2 separate regions of the Canis lupus genome follow, and region 1 is linked to region 2. Evidence: chromatin contacts called from public Hi-C data. All regions are on one chromosome and are shown on one strand. Each heading gives the region's core, a stretch centred on a gene start, on an enhancer-like site or on the middle of the called end of the contact. The rest is flanking DNA. Distances are from core to core; before and after follow the strand shown.

What was found. A called contact is a pair of places that touch in the nucleus more often than the background predicts.
Region 1: a contact with region 2 is called in a Hi-C map of blood, with 2.4 times the contacts expected there. The contact joins the enhancer-like site here to the promoter of STIM1 in region 2. A contact is called at or near these places in 2 of 9 Hi-C or Micro-C datasets (both in blood).

The regions. Positions count from the first base shown.
Region 1 is chr21:26,587,089-26,589,788 of UU_Cfam_GSD_1.0, reverse strand. All of the region lies in intron 1 of STIM1 (stromal interaction molecule 1), which reads right to left. Among named protein-coding and RNA genes, the nearest start is that of STIM1, 74 kb to the right of the region's middle. Within about 2 kb of position 1,313, at least 5 of the 20 cell types and tissues checked have an H3K27ac peak or open chromatin away from gene starts, as enhancers often do. A contact at or near this core is called in blood, where this site is marked.
Region 2 is chr21:26,513,245-26,515,944 of UU_Cfam_GSD_1.0, reverse strand. It overlaps STIM1 (stromal interaction molecule 1), which reads right to left and starts at 1,275. Exons shown (of 13, transcript XM_038568828.1): 1 at 767-1,275. The coding sequence starts at 905.

The sequences.
Region 1 (2,700 bases), core at 64-2,563, 74 kb before region 2:
GCATTATTTGTTTGTTTTTGTTTTTATTTTTTGTAGTGTGGTGGCAAGAATAGGTAGTGACCAAGTACCATCCTGCTACAGCCATCCACTCAGCAACCTTTGCTGCCACAGATTGACAAGACTTCCTTCTTCCTGCCCCTTCAGGTTCACCCCTATTCCTCCAAGTTACATGGGATCATTCAATCACACAAGCGGCCCCAAGATAGCCCACTCCAATTATCCTAGTCTAATACTTATTACAGAAAGTCATAAACAAGGAAGCGTCATTTAGAAAGGGCAAAATCAGAAGCCCTGGATGCAAATCATTAGCTGTGTGACAGCAGGTTAGTTAGTAAATCTTTCTGAGTTTTAGTCATCTCTGTTAAATAAGAATAATTAAAAAATCCCACCCAGGGCAGAAGGATATTATTTCCTCCTAAATGCTAAGCACTTCCACTCCATCTGATACAGCAGAGACCCAAGAGGCCAGAGACTACTCATACAGACTCAGGCCTGCACTGCCTCCTAAAAGGGGATGGGCAGATTGCCCTGTTTCCATTCTCTGTCTAGCTGTCTGAGCACTGAAGAAATCACCAACAGGCAGGCTCCTGGGAGCGGGGAGGTGGGGGTAGAGCTGAGGCTCTCTCAGAACTTTGGATCTATTCATAGCCTGGTCACGTGTCCACAGAGGCACAAGACTGTTGTCTGTAAACTTGGTAACCTACGGCCCTAAGCATATAATTTAGGACTAGGGTGTGTTTCAGACCAAACACTGCAGGCGGAGGTCCACTCTAAATAATGAAATGTGGGAACAAACCAAAGCAACTAGAGGTGAGGTGTTGACTATTGACAAGATGTACGAAAGGAAACCACAGAATAAATCCCTCCCCATCCCCAAAGCTAGCTTTATGCTACAGTGGGCCTCTGATGGAGCTTAGCCTTTGCAAGGATATCAATGTGCCCTTGGAAATATCTTCAGATATTCTATTCTTAATTGACTGTATCACCTTAGACAAGTCACTGCTCTCTAGGCTTCTGTTTACACCTGAAATTCAGACGGCTAAGCCAGATGATGCCTATGTCTTTATTAGCATGCTCACAGAACTTCATCTCAAAATCCCAGCCCTGATTTATGAGAACCCAAAGAGAGAAGGATCTCAGGTGTACTGCCCTACACCACCAGCCTCAGCCACTCCACCAAGAAGAGAGGCAAGAACTGGATGAACCAGGAACAAACCATCCCAACTTCTCAAAAATCTAGCACCTCCAGCCTCATAAGGTCATCATCTCATAGCACCCAGGAAGGGGTTACGTAAACATAAGCAAATGACCTCATAGCATCAAAACATGGGTGCTAATTCCCATACAGTTCCTTAAAGGGCAGACCTGAAGCAGAAGTCTGCCTGCTTTAAAACAAAAGAGGAAATAAAGGGCCTGTATTTCCTGTCTTTCCCAATCTTAGAGACAGCATCAGAGGAAAAGCAAAACAGGATATCTGTATAAAACTTACCAATGGTCATAAGTTATTAAGTGGCAAATCTGAGGTTCATATATAGTTCAGTATTTGTGTGTGTGTGCATGCAACTGTCTATGGGTATATGGTCTTTTCTTTATTCCACCAACAAGCTTCATGAGGAAGACTCAAGAAGTGATAGCTTCTGGGCAGCCTGGGTGGCTCAGCGGTTTAAGCGCCTGCCTTCAGCCCAGGGCATGATCCTGGAGTCCCAGGATCAAGTCCCACATCGGACTCCCAGCATTGAGCCTGCTTCTCCCTCTTCCTGTGTCTCTGCCTCTCTCTCTCTCTCTCTCTCTCTCTCTATCATGAATGAATAAATAAAATCTTAAAAAAAAAAAAAAAAGTGATAGCTTCCAAAATGACAAGTAAGCTGAAATGACAAGTAAGCTGTGATACCAGGAAGGGAGTCAAGGTCTTATGAGCACTTTGGGGCTCTGTGAGGTACTCTTCTACACACACACACACACACACAAATCACAATCACACAATTCCAGGGCTAAACTAAAAAATCCACAGAGCAGGGATCCCTGGGTGGCGCAGCGGTTTAGCGCCTGCCTTTGGCCCAGGGCACGATCCTGGAGACCTGGGATCGAATCCCACGTCGGGCTCCCGGTGCATGGAGCCTGCTTCTCCCTCTGCCTGTGTCTCTGCCTCTCTCTCTCTCTCTGTCATAAATAAAAATAAAAATTAAAAAAAAAATCCACAGAGCAGATAAACCAAGTGAGTTTAAAAGATAAAATAGTCCTCAAACCAGGATTACATGTGCATTAACATATCTAAAGAAAAAATGTGTACTTTATCAGGGAGGTTGATCAGCTATGGCAGCTGTGAAAAAGTAAAGTCACAGATACTCACAGATACACATTGGCTAACACACAATTGGATTCACTGACAGAAAAAGCTCATCATTCATTCCTTCCACAAAGGTTTACTGAGCACCTGCTATATGCCAAGCACAATTCTAGGCCCTGGGAATACAGTGGTTCTAACACTCTCAGGGAGAGAGGGAACCAACAAAATTCAACATTCCAGTTGCCTTCCCCTGACCTCGATATCCCTACTGTGAGGTGACTGCATCAGGCTTTTGTAGCCTCTGGATCACCCAGGGTTCCTAGCTGCAAGAATAACTTAGTTTGTAAGTTCAACAACCAAAACCAATTCTGGCTAGTCTAAGCAGAAAAATAACTTCTTAAAAGAGAAGCTCA
Region 2 (2,700 bases), core at 26-2,525:
CTGCAACAGAACTCCAGAGCTCCTGATATCTCACAAGGCTCCAGGAGTGCATAAGGAAAAACAGGACAGATCAAAAAATATCATAGAATTCCTACCCTCATCAGTCAGAAGAAATGGAATAAATCAACAAGTGGTCCCAGAAATTACACCATCCCCATGATTCGAAAAAAGCCATTTAACTCCCTGGTGATAGATAGTATTCGATCTAAAGAACTGCCTCGATATTTCAAAGGGGATAGCTAAAAGACAGCAGATTACCTAAGGGAAGGGACGGACTAAGTTTCCCACGCCTGTTGGAACAGAAAGGCACACCTCAACACCAAGCCATAGGACAAGAGTTGGCCCAGCCCTGACTTTCCCTGCCCAACCCAAGTGGCCTCAACCTCCCCTGTGCCGCCAAGTGCTGAAACCCGCCAAAGAGCAATAGACTTATCATCTGCCTAGGCCATTCTTCCAGACAGGTAGTCCTGAGAAGGGGTCCCCACTCGCTGATCTGAAAGGCCAAGGTGCCCCCAAAAGCCAACCCCTTCTCACTGCTAGCAAAAGACATCCTGGGGAGAGAGGAGGAAAGTTGTTGGAGAGGGCCAGAGACATCAGCCATGACTCCTGAACAGAAAGAACTCCTTGGACTCCGGAGGGCAGGCAGCGCCATGTGCGGGTCCTCCATCGACCGCACACGTAGTGCCCACCCAGGCACCTAGGTTCCGAGGTCAACTCTCCCAGCCCAGCCCAGCCCAGCCCAGCCCAGCCCGTGGCAAGGCCTTACCCGCTGCAGTGGACTCCTCAGAAGTAGCCCCTGAGCCAGCTCCTGTCGCCTTCTCGCTGTGGCTATGGCTGAAGCTCTGGCCGTGATGCAGGAGGAGCCCCCAGAGGAGCCACAGGGCAACACGGGCGCACACATCCATGACTCCAGGTCTCAGTCAACATGCGCCTGATGTGGACACCTCGGGATCCCAGGGCAAACCCGGGAGCCCAGAAGTGTAGCCGACAGTCCTGGAACCCCAGGCAAGATGCCCTCGAGGCGCCGCAGCTGTCCAGCCACCCGCCGGCCTGCCTCCTCCGACAGCCAAAGGTCAAGCGCTCCAAGTTTGGGCGCGGGAGGAGGGCGGGAGCCTCGGGTCCAACAGCGGGTCCGCGGGAGCTGCGGCGGCCTGAGCGCCGAGTCTGCTCCAGCCGCTTCCGGAGAGTTTGGACACGGCGGCCGCGGGCCGCTGTCAGCTCCGCAGCGGGCTACACCTCTGCGGGAGGAGCGGGCGGGCGGGATCTCCCGGGTACCGGGGCGGGGGAGGGAGGGCAGAGAGGGGAAGAGGGGGGCACCTGGCCTCGCCCCGCCGAGGAGCCGCCGGCAGCACAGGCTCGGGGAGCGCGTGCGACTCGCAGGTCCCCGCGGGCGCGGGCGCGGGCGGCTCCGGGATCCCAGGCCTCCTAGGCCGAGGTCAGCGCCCCCGCCCGGCCCCGTGCCCAGGCGCTCGGCGGTGCCCAGGTTCAGCAGGCGGACGCGCACTGGCCAGGCCCGGGACAGCGGCTCCGCGGCAGGCGGGCGGCGGGGGGCGGGGGGCGGCGCGGGGCGGCGCGGGGCGGGCCCGGGGCGGGCGGGGGCGTGCTCTCCTGCAGGCCCGCCCCGCGCCGCCCGGCCCCCGGCGAAGCCCGGCCAGCCCCAGCGCCCGGCTCCTCCCGGAATAACCTGTTGGAGGCGGCCGCCGCACGCCCCCGGCCCTGGCCCGCACGGGTCTCCGACAGGACCCCGCTCCGCGCCAAGGGTCGGGGCTCGGCCGCCCCTCCGCCCACGGGAGCCTCTCCCGCTCTCCCCGCCCGCCGGTGGGCGGGCCCCGGACACGCAGTTGCTCAGGTAACCCAGGCCTGCGGCGACGGCGGCAGGAACTGCCCCGCCCGGACCTCCGGGCCTCGGCGCGGCTCCACTCGCCTCAGCTCTAGGGCCGGCTTGGGCACAGGCCCCCGGCACAACGACCGCAGCCCCGGGCTGCGGGAAGCCACCGCCGCCGGGCCGGGCTGGGCCGGGCTGGGCCGGGCTGGGCCGGGCTGGGCCGGGCTGGGCCGGGCTGGGCCGGGCTGGGCCGGGCTGGGCCGGGCTGGGCCGGGGGCGCGCTCCCAGCCCCCCACTCCCGGCCGGCTCTCAGGCTCCGCCCTCCCGCCGCGCCGCGCAGCCAATCAGCTTCCTCCTCGCTGCAGTTTCGGAACCTGCGCGCTTAGGCACCCGTGCGCAGCGGCCCCTGGCGGGCAAATCTGGGTGCTGCAGGCGGGACTCGCGCTCCTGGGAGGCCCTGCCCCTTTGCAGAGGGGTTGGGGAGTGAAGCTAGGATCCGCCCCGAGGCAACCCTTTAGGGACTGCAAGTGTTTAGGGAGGAAATGATGCCAGAAAACAAAATGAAACGTCCAAAACACTATAGTTAAAATTGCCCCACACACCACTGAAGTCGGCTAAAGGACTCCATCTGCCTTCCTGACCGCCCCCTCCGCCTCATTCAAGGGAAGTCGGATGCCCTCCCTTTAACTGTCACAGCTCATTTTCCTACCTGCCCCTCAAATCCCCTCCCCTTTGAGGTTTTTGTGGGTAGGGCCTTGGCTGGTTCCTCTCGGCCTCTCTCCCAGCTCTCACTGTCGCTTGGAGGAGGTGTTAGCGACTTAGAATGAGTGCCCCAATGAAGAGAGAGCCGCGCCTAGGCCTCCTTCAACAGAGCC